Regions from separate parts of the Sus scrofa genome. Here region 1 is linked to region 2. The links are chromatin contacts, called in public promoter capture Hi-C maps. All regions are on one chromosome and are shown on one strand. Each heading gives the region's core, a stretch centred on a gene start, on an enhancer-like site or on the middle of the called end of the contact. The rest is flanking DNA. Distances are from core to core; before and after follow the strand shown.

The links. Promoter capture Hi-C pulls out the DNA fragments that hold promoters and counts their contacts.
Region 1: a promoter capture Hi-C map of liver shows a contact between it and region 2, with 6 times the contacts expected there. The contact joins the enhancer-like site here to the promoter of NR2F2 in region 2. A contact is called at or near these places in 1 of 5 promoter capture datasets (liver), 10 of 47 Hi-C or Micro-C datasets (embryonic fibroblasts, fetal liver, heart right ventricle and 2 more) and 1 of 2 datasets of contacts at active chromatin or transcription factors (skeletal muscle).

What each region holds. Positions count from the first base shown.
Region 1 is chr7:83,351,407-83,357,358 of Sscrofa11.1, forward strand. No RefSeq gene overlaps it. Among named protein-coding and RNA genes, the nearest start is that of NR2F2, 260 kb to the left of the region's middle. Within about 2 kb of position 2,180, at least 29 of the 83 cell types and tissues checked have an H3K27ac peak or open chromatin away from gene starts, as enhancers often do. A contact at or near this core is called in fetal liver, liver and skeletal muscle, where this site is marked.
Region 2 is chr7:83,088,143-83,093,291 of Sscrofa11.1, forward strand. It overlaps NR2F2 (nuclear receptor subfamily 2 group F member 2), which reads right to left and starts at 2,108. Exons shown (of 3, transcript NM_001190253.1): 1 at 1,803-2,108. The coding sequence starts at 1,845. It overlaps LOC102160410 (atherin-like), which reads left to right. Exons shown (of 4, transcript XM_021099351.1): 1 at 1-1,197.

The DNA.
Region 1 (5,952 bases), core at 930-3,429, 260 kb after region 2:
ATTTAATGAAATATGCTAAGCAAGTACAATCCCCTTAATTAGTACTCAGCTAAATTACTCATGTTTACTGTAAATGTTCTTACTACACAAAATGTACTTCTGTTGAATTAGATAAAATTTTATTTCCTAAGTATTCATGGTTATATATGTAAAATGAACAAAAATACATCAAGATCCCCAAGCCCTACCCCGGATGTAGTAGATGTATAATAAGTATTAGTTCTGTTAATACTCCCATTTACATATAACAGTTTAAAAATAATTTTAAGCCACTTAAATTTATTTTTTACTCTTTGAAATATTGATTCTAGAAGATAGTTAAAGTTGTTGAGATGGTTACAATTGATTGGTTTATTCATTTTCTAGAGCTCTGTAAGAAGATACCAAAGACTGGGTGGCTTAGACAGCCAAAATTTGTTGCCTCACAACTCTGGAGACCAAAGTCTAAAATCAAGGTGTTGGAAGTTTTGGTTCTGTTCCAGGCCTGTCACCTTGGCCACAGGAATACATTTCTGTGTCTCTTCACATCTTCCCTCTATATGCATCTCTGTGTCCAAGTTTCCCTTTTGTATAAGGACAGCAGTCATTCTGGGTTAGGACCCATTCTGATGATCTCATCTTAACTTAATTACCTCTATAAATACAGACCGTGTCCCAAGCAAGATCCCTTTCTGAGGTACTCGGCATTAGGACTTTAACACAGGCCTTTAGGGGGACACGACTGATCATTAAGGAAATGGCATAAAAAGATTATTAAGCTAACTTTAAATTCTGTAGGAAAAAAAAAACAATTTTATCATACCTTGCTATAAAGACAAAACTGAGGAGTCAGTATAGTTTGAAAATATAAGTGATGAACCTCATGTTATTGGAGGCCACTGTATTGCAGGATAGTACTTATCTTTAAAAATACTGTAAAGAATTTTCCTGAAGAGACCACATAGACAAAAACATTTACATCTTTCTTCCAAATATCTCAAAACACTTTACCTGCCTTGTATTTATGTTTTTGTCTCAAAATTTCTGGAGTTGGATATGGGACATCCTATGGGTGACAAAATCGAAATGAATGGACGTAAGATCATTTGTTTCACATAATCTTCATTTTTTTTAAAAGCAGAAATGAATTTTTTCTCTGTGTTTGCTTTATTGGAGGTATGTGTGCTTGACTGGTTAGAGCATGAAAGAGATTATGAGATCCCAGGTCTGTTGATCTTTAAATGGATTGTATTCATGAAATAAGCAGGGTAGAGGTGTGTCTTAGAGAAGCCCAAGGATGGACCAGGCTGGGACCTGAGCCAGGTAAGGGCTTTGGCTCCCCCTCAGGGCGAAACACATTCCATGGCTGCTGTTTGCATCAGGACAGAAAGAGGAAATTTTGAAAATATATACATTTAAATAAAGATACATGTGTATCTCTTTAAATTCCCTCTACTTAACCTGATGTGTATATGTTATAAAATATATTATATAGCTATATTATAAAATATGTATAATATTGTATAATATTACACTGTCTGAAAAGAATGATGGGTTGGGAGCTGGGTTTCAGCCTCCATTCTGCGGTAGAACTTCTGAGTGACTTTAGGCAAACCCCTTAGCCTCCCCAGCACCTGCTTTCTCAGCTGCAAGATCAGAATGTTAGCTTGGATGCCCGCAAGGTCCTCTGCAACGTTACAATCTTATGGAGACTGTTCCAAGAATTAAAAGTGATTTTTTTTTAATGTGATTAACTCCTAATGCTGAATCAGCCCTTAAAGAACAGTAAATCGGCAACCTTGTCCCTGACTTGTTCGTTTAGGAAGACTTGTATGGGGAGGGGTGGAGGGATAGGGAACATCACTGTTTTTTAAAAAAGAAAGAAAAATGCAGAGTTCTTCAAGACACCTAGCGCTGACCTTCTCACCTGGCCCATCAGCTGCCTTTCCACCTCCCCGCCTCTCCCCTCCTCAGCTTCCACTCCTGGAATAACCATCAGCTCAGCAGAGGGCTGGCCAGGACAGCCGCGGTTTTTAGGTTACGGATTCCAAAAGCAGGAGAGTAAAAACGTCTGCACCCGGAGTTTGCCTCTTCTGAACAGTTTCCCCGATCGTTAAATGAAGGGAAGTTAGGAGGAGCGGGCTCGAGGACTGGACTGTTTAAACAGAGGCCCCTTTATCTGCTTCACCCCCTACCGCAGGGCAGCCTCCGTGAGTTATCAGAGTGTCATTAAACGGGGACAGCTGCTGGTAAACAAGGAGGATGTCGACGACACCAGCGCCTCCGTCAACAGGAATTTCACTTTAATCTGTCCCTTGCTTAAAGAAACACCCCTCTCTTTCTCTTTCTAGCGTGCATCATTTATTTATCTCCGTCAACGCGCAGATAGAAGGCTGGTACTGGCTCCGGAAAGCCCCCTGGGATAGAAAATTAATAAGGTGCTAGGGACATTCACCTTAGGTCAATTCGAGGGGACGCGGAGAGAAATGAGAACTTGCCCAGGAGTTCCCTGCTTAGCTGGAAACCGATCCTACATATTTATAAAGGTGAAACTGGAGGGCTGCCAAACGCCTGCATTTAAGTGATTAACAAATGTTTCTCTTTAAGTGGACACCTCTTGTTCTAAATATATTTGACAAGAATGCAAAGAGTCATCTGGAGGGCGGAAAGGGCACAGCTCTGGCCTTCTCTTGCGAGGCCAGCAGGATCGCAGGCCTGGCCCCGGCCGGCGCGCTCCCCGCCCGGTGCCAGCCGAGTTCACGTCGCCGGCGGGCAGGCTGCCAGCGCCAGCGGCTCCCCGCTGTTTAACGACAATGGATTTACTGCTTCTCTGCATATTGGTGTTATTTTGTATAAACAAGGTTAACACTCCTTTTAAATTAAATGCACCACCTGGTGACTGAATGGGTGACCTTGCCAGCTCTTTTCACCTGGCTGGGAGAAGCCCAGGCTCTCTCTCTGATATCAACCCGGAGCTCTCCTAGGAATCTCAATCCTTCCTTATTTAAATTGGGTTTCTGGAGGCAGCCTGCCGATCCCTTGCGCTAGGAGGCCAGCAACGAACCCAGGTACTAGGTGAGCGGGGCAGGTGCGCCCCATCCCGCCATCTTGCACCTTGCCCGCAGGTCGGATCCAGGCCGGGTTCGGCCCTGCAAGGCTGCCGCAGCACAACTCCGGGGACCGCCCTGGTGGGTCCGGCAGTTGGTATTACAGGAGAGTGACAGGCAGCCTTGCGGGCCCTGCCAAGACTGCCTCCGAAAGAGGGATCTCCAGAGGGGGCAACACCGTGAAAAAGGTTCTTTGTGTTTCACTCTAGCGTGGTATTGATCTAATATAGTGCTCGGCACTCTCCCCACCCTCTAGGAATTTGAACACCTGGAAAAATTTTCCCGGCTTTACATTTGAGGAAATTTAATGGTGTAAACAAACTCAGCAGGAAGCCCCCTTTGATATGAAAAGGCAGAGATCTGTGTTGCGGAGCTGAACTGGCTTGAAACGACTTTGCCTGGGAATGGCCATTCTGCAAACAGTTTAAAGATGGCTTGGAGTGGTTTAGGGAAATTTAGACAGCACTGTTTTGGAAGCATCTAGAAATTTCCAACAAAATAAACTTTAGCTACTCCTTTAATTAAAGGCATCTTCTCACCTCCTCCTTGCTATTTGCCACCTGAATTCCAGCAGAATTATTTACTGTTTCATTTTACCTTGAATTCTAGACCTGTTTGTCAGCCATATTGCTGTGCAAATAAGAAGATCCAACCTGGAGAGGTGCTGTGACTCTGTCAGAGTCCCTTGATCCAGAATCCAAGGCTGCAGGCCTGGAAGTCCCATGTGGTCATTGTTGCTATTGTTGTCATGTTGTGAAGGAATTCTGCCCCATCTACCCAGAGTATATTGCATGAGCTATCGATGCTGGAAATTTGTTTATATTCTTAGTAGCACAGAAATAACTGGTCATATAGCTTTTTTCTCTTACTTTTTCCCTGCTGTCTCCCATGGTGGATGGAAATTCCCAGGCCAGGTGTTCAAGGATAGAGTCCAGTGGGAGCTGTGATCTGTGCCACAGCGGCAGCAATGCTGGATCCTTAACCCAGTGCCTGGGCTGGGGATTGAACTGGCACCTCCAGAGAGACAAGCTGGATCATTAGGCCCACCACTCTACAGTGGAAACTCTTGCTCAAATAGCTTCTGCTTAGGGTTTTCTTAGTAGCTCACATTGGAATCATGGAAATGACTCTACAATTAGTGATAGAATTTTAATTGGTAAAACTAACAATTTTATAAAGATTTTATTAAAATTAAGTCTAAATTCAGATTTATTAATACTTTTCAACATTTGAGGTAAAACACGCCATTTTTTTCCCCTTAAAATGTACATTTTGTGTGTGTGTGTGTGTGTGTGTGTGTGTGTGTGTTGGGGGGGAGGGATATAAAACAACTTAACATTCATAAAATCCATTGTTCATAAGTTATAGCTTGTTTTTTAATGTCATTAAATGTTTAGTGTGGACAGATTGGTTTTGGGGAACACAAAAGTGAATAAAGCACCATCAGGAACTTGATTAGTTAAGGACACAGGGAATGGATATATACATAAAGAACCACTGTGGTTGAAGGGAGCACAATGCAAAAGGTACAGAACTCTGGGCATCCAAGGACCTTCACAGAGCAGGTAGTGCTGCATTCTAGGCAATTTCTTTGTGTTGTTGTGAAACAAATTGGAATAGAAAGATATTTACCTTCACTCATATAGTGATTACTATTTGCCAGGCGTTCTCTAAACTGCTTGGCGTAAATCCCCATAGCACCCTTATAAAGCAGGAACGATTATCGATTCCCCTTCATATGTAAAAAACTGAAGTGTAGAGAAATTAAGTAATTTGGTCACAAGGAAGGAATTCAAACTCAAGCAATCAGGCTTTAGTGGGTTGTGTTCTGCTGCCCCTCTTTGATTCCATGGGCTTTGGATTGACCTTGCTATATATTACTTTCTTCCTTTCAAAACAGTTTATCTTCTAGGAACTAGCTATCCCACAGGGGATAAACTTTGAAAAATTATTCATTGCCAAGCATTATTATGGGCTTTATATACAATCATCTCATTACCTTTCCCCTAAAACCCTGTGAAATAGATATTTCCTCACTTTACAGATAAAGGACCATTCTTCATCATCATGGTCAGAAACATCATCAACTTTATCTTCCTTATATGAAATAAACTTATTGAAACTAAATCCAGTGAGTATTGGAGGTATAAGATTTTCTAGGACAGCAAAAACTTCAAATATTCTTTTCTACCATAAGGCCAAATTCCCAAGTTTCGGGTGTAAAGACATAAGGCACAGAAACTGTCATAGTAAACACACAGCAAACAGGATAGGCCCATAGAGAAATGAACATCTTTACAAAACAAGGGGATTTTGCAAAGAAATTAGAGCAAAAGTTGTAAGGGGGAATAAAGACAGAGAACTGGGCTCTCAGGAATACAAGAGGTGACTTTTAGTTAGTCCTAAAGTGGCACTTCCTTAGGGAAAATCAGTTTCTGTTAACTTCTGGAAGCTGCTTTCAGAATAGGAAGCAAATTATTTCACAATAAAAGATTTTTTTTCTTGGACTATTCATGACTCTGACCCCCATCCTCCTCTTTGTCTCGCTGCAGCAAGTACCTCCCTCTCACCCACTCTTTTGTTCGGAAAGATCCAACCACTTCTCTGAGTCTCAAACCAGAGCTCAAATTGGAACCATGGAATATTTGCTAACCTAAACCAGGTTAGGAAATGAAGAGGTGTTGGCTGGTCAGTGTTTGGTTTTATTACAGTGATTTTAAGACATATCTACCAGTTTTTATAAAACTATAATTATATAAATTAATATTATATAAAATAATATTACATACTAATAAAGAAAACTAGGAAGAAAACAAAAACTTATTGAAAAGTCCATTATTGCAAATATTTTGGCATTATTTCTTCC
Region 2 (5,149 bases), core at 858-3,357:
TCAGTTATGGCGGAACAATTAAAAAGCCAAAAAACAAAACAAAGATAACCATCTCATTTGTAGTTAATTTTACTGTATACAAGAAGAAAAAAGAAAGGTAAACTATTTGAAAATGTCTTCTTAAGAAATGCTCATTTCTCTTGAATAAAACAGCTCTAAGGCTAAAAGATAAATATCAATATGTTCTTATAGTTTAGAAAAAATCCAGCCCCGTCTTTTATAGCAGATGTAAATTTATTTTAATGAGAAGAATGGCAAGCTTTAATTTGGCTGGAGAAAGTTGGAAAAACATTTGCCTTACTGTGGGGGAAAAAAAAAACCCACCCAGGAATATGATTTTCTTGCAGAAAGTGGCCTGATGGCTGTAATTCTCCACAAATTAAATCACAATATGAATGCATACCCCAGAAAATGGTGAGTTTAACTCTGAACTCAGTAGAAACCAGTTCTGTCCACCAGGATTCATTGAATCCCTCCTTCCCCTCAATCTAGTCCGTGTGTGTTTTTCTCTTCCACCACACTGGAGCTCCGTGAATAGGGAAAGGGGCTTCCATTGTGTCTCTCTGAACTTCCAAGTCAATGCAATTTTTAACCACTGGCTTGTGGTACTTTGAAAATCACCAGGGGCTGTCAGAGTTGGGTCCTCTGAAAAATTTACAGTGCTAAATCAGAGCATATGCTGGGAGGGAAAAAATTGCTTAAGATTGGAGCAAGTACAGTATCTGTCTGCCCCCTAGTGTAAGAGTCCTCGCTGCCTAAAATTCAACTTTAAAAGAAAAGAGCTCTTAAAGGGAAACGACTTTGGGCTCACGTAGGCATAGCAGAATGAAACTTCTGTACATTTTAATCTGAATAATTCTTCAGGATTTAAAATTAATTGGCCCTGGCTTGGTTGGACCGGACTCGGATCTCGCCACCTCTGCGTTTCCCGAGTCACTTGGCGGAGAGGTGATGATTTTTTTTTTTTTTTTTTCCTGAACTGGGTTTATGTGCGTCCCCCTCACCCCCTCCTCTCTTTTTTTCTTTCTCTGTCTCTGTCGTCTCTCTCGCTGGCTTTTTAAAAATGAGGAACCGTTCCTTGAACGTTCTGGACAGAGCACAGAATTGCTTAAGTCAGCCCGAAGCGGTTGTAATAGACAGCAAAAAGGTACACGTTTGCCTGAAATCCGCACGCCAGCTCCACCACCCCGCCCGATGGTGAGTACCCTTCTCGTTGCGATTCTCCTCCTAGCTTAACCGAGCGCTCGCCTCCCCCGAGCCGCGGCCGAGGGCGCCGGGCAGAGCTTTTCTCTCTCCCTGCCTGGCTGGATGTCAGTTGCACAAGGTTGCAAAATGCAGCGCAGAGGCAAATCGAACAGTAAATTCTGACACTTAGTGCGAGCCTAGCAGCTCCTTTGATAGAAAACCGAGTCGTCTATTGCTTGGAAAAACACGCTTATAGGACTGTTTTTTAGTTTGCTCTATCGAAGGAAATGAGTTTGAGGAGACAGGACGAGGAGATGGGAGGCACGGCGGTCTTTACGCTTCGGTTTAATCATATTTTGGCAGCTTTGCAATTGTATTTTTCCCCTCTTCCCCCCTCCACCACTCTCCTACCACACACATGTAATAAAATATGGCAATGCATTGAATTGACTGTCCCCCCCTTCCCCGAACCCCTTAAACCACAATGCTAGGCATTTCATACATGTTAGCAATCCGATTTTTTGAAAAACCCCAAGTCATCCCCAACCCCACACAGCACAAGGAGAAAAGTGAGAAAGGAGAGAGAGAGAGAAAAAAAATACTGTAAGTAAACATACCAAAACCATATTTGCCTTGTTCAAGGTCCCAAACCGCTTGCATCTTCCTTCTAAACTGGAATAACTCTCCTTTAGTTTGGCGGGTGAAATAAACGCTTTGTTGGCCCCCTGAAAAGATGTGTCTTTGATAATTAAAGAGAATCTCCTCCTCGGTGTTTATCTAAGCGATTGTGCAAACTGATAAAAAGTAGGCACTAGCCTGCAGGGAAAAAGAGGAAAGGTGAAGGGAGAGATCTTCCACCTCAAGGAAGTGCTTCCCCATGTATTAGGCGCTCTCAGCCTTGGAAAGCCCAGCACAGTAACTTTAGAGAGACGAGGTTTCAGGGAGCTTTGTACATAGCTGCTGAGGAATGCAAGCCTCGCCTTTAAGAAAAAAAACCCCAAACCGTAGGTAGGAGATGTCTGGAGTGATCCTTGTCTCTCATCTCATTCCTTAGAAGGAAGAGTGCGTTGTTACACCTTGTTTGGGGCTGGAAAGACGAGACTTTAAAAACACCCGTCCAATTGAAAAAAATCTCCCAACTTAATGAGTTTAGTCGGAGGCTGGAGCAAACCGCTCAGCCTCAGCAGAAAACCGCCAACAACTATAGGCGATATTGCAGAGCAAAGACGACCCAAGGCACAGCCAAATTCCACTGTTTGGGGTCGAGAGGGATGGAGGCTAATCCTAAAGCAAGTTGGAAAAAAACAGAGGTGGGAGAGGAGGGGGGGGAACAGCAGCCTAACAGACTGGCAGGCAGGCTCCCCTCACCCTGGATCAAAGATAGAACTTGAAACAGGAGGGCAACATTTTTCCTAGGAACCCATTGGAATCCTCATTTTCTACTTTTAACTCAGGTACCCCCTCACCACCAAATGATTTTTCCCTCTCCCCTACAGATTCATGCCCCCCCTTTCCCAGTCCCTCTTCTAGAACTTTCCTGAAGAGGAAACCTATTTCTTTTTGGGGGGAGGGGTTCCCCATTCCATGTCTTCAGATAATGAATGCTTACTTTATCCTCTCTCTTCATCCACCTCCCAAAATGAAGAATGGAAGCAGGAATACAGTAACTAGCAAAAATTGAGAATAAACTATTCTGCCCCTCGCAGTTTAATACAGTTTTAACTAATGGATTTTTTTTGTTTTGTTTTGTTTTAAGAGAAGAATAATGGGGAAACACGGATCTTTTATTTTAGGAAACTGTTATGGTAAGATGTATGTCAGACTTGACAAATGGAACTAACGCTCCTCGGCTGCTTCTTGTCCTTGTCTTAAACAGGAATTAAGTTAAACACAGTGCTGAATGTTAATTACATGTTTACTGGCTAATGAAAATTACAAATGGTTTTGCCACCTCAAACAATGATGAAAACTCTGAAGACACTGTAATTATATACTTTGAGGGAAATAACTCAGAATATTGATCATAAGAAGTGTAAATCTTTTTTAACTATTCATTAATACCATAAATATGGGCTACAGAAGTTTTTCCTTGCGGTTTGTCTCATCAGTTACACTGAGTGGATGGATGGTGAGGCTCCTCTGGGGAGGTGATGAACTCATTCTCTTATAGAAGGAGGCCACTTGTGTAACTGGGGGTGCCCCCTCCCTTTCGCCCCCGCCCCTTTTAACCCCAGCAGAAGGTCGAGGGATGGCTGAACAGGGGGGCCAGGCTCAGGGCAGGTGAAGGTGAGCACAGCCCAGCCTCTCCCCTCCCCTTCCTGGCCCTCCTCTCTTCTCCTCTCCCTCCCTCTCCTGCCGGGTCTGATCGATGACCGCCTTCCCCAGCCAGGGTGCCCATCGGATAACCTGGCGTTCAGGTTCCTAATGGAGGACAAGGCACTACAACCCAGCAATGCAGCCCTGACAACCCAAGTCCCCTCCTTTAGAGTGGCTAGGGCAGTTCATTGCAAAAGAAGAAAAAAAAAAAAAAAAAAAAAAGGAAAGTTAAGGGTGCAGGTGTTATTGGGTAAGGTGCCTCAGACAGCTGAACCAGAATTGATTTCCCTGGCTTTGGGAGTAGAGAAATATTTTTCTGTTTTGTTTTGTTTTAACTTTGGCCTGCGTTGTAGTTCTGCACTCTGCAGTGTAGCAGCCACTTCGATCTTGAGGGTCAAAGGTGAGGGCTGCACTAACCCTAAAAGGCTGGTCTGGTCAGGCCAGAAGGCCGAGGGAGAGGAAGAGAAGGGGGATGTCAGTCATACTGACTGACGCTTCGGAGGGGGTGCCTTTGGTGAAACCTGCATGCGGGGGACACGGAACCAAGAGCAGGTTTTAAGTGCAATATCGAGGATTTTTTAAAAGTGCCTTAGGCTTGTGGGACTGGAGTCCTCTTTTCCCCTGAGAATTCCCAAGGCGCTGGTCTTTGTCTTAGAAGGAATGGAGTTTCTGAATGGTGTGAAAGGGACAGAGAGGGTCGCTTCAAATCGATTTTACTTGTCCTTTCTGTCTTTTCGGATCAACGCCCTTCAATGGGCACAGAGGTGCTCTTTCAACCAAAAACTTGTGCTACATTTTCTGCCTGTATTGGTGCTAAATACAATAAGCACTGGGCAGATTTTTTTCTTTGCTCTCCAAAGCAAGAAAGCACCCTAATTAAATTGTTTTATATGGACAGTCAAGACAGACCAATTAAGTATGCATTAGTATAAAGATATAGTCTGTAGATAAGGCGGTTTAGAAAATCACGCGTGGGACAAAGGAGAGTGTCATAGCGTTGGGGAGGGCTGCTAGGACCAGAGAGGTCGTTCACCTCTCTCCCTGGGTCCCAGGGGAATTGGAGAAGCCTGGGCCTCAGGTGAGAGGGGATCAGGCCCGCTAACAGGTGGGCATCAGTATTGGAGTCTTTCAGGCCCGCGCCCCCGGCCGGAGAGAGATGGAGTTCAGGGGGTTAGTATCCCCCACATCCTTCTACCTGGAGGAGGTAGCATCCCGTATTGGTGGGGCACCTTAGGAGGGAGCAAGACCATGCTGTGCCTTATACCGTGTGGGGCCCGTTGCTTGATGTCTGGGTCCAGGGCCCAGCCCTGAAAATAAGGAAAAAGTGTGAGCCCAGGAGGGCCAGGGGGGAGCGGCCACGGCCACTGCCACTGCCTAGGCTGCAGCCCTCTGGCAGCCAAGATCAGGGTTGGAGGCCCCCTTCCAACTCCTCCAAGCTAAGCGTTTTTTCGCTTTTAAGGAAACGGGAGTTCTCGGCGAGGAAAGTTCCCACCCGACGCCATCCGGCCCGAGGGGCGTCGAGGACCAGCCACCGAAGTGGGGTAAAGACCGAGGGTCGGCGTAAAGGTAGCGAGGACAGTGGCTCCTCTTTCGCTACCACAGCTCTGGGTTTCTCCACTCCCCCCATCCCCGCCCTCTGAGGTGTGGG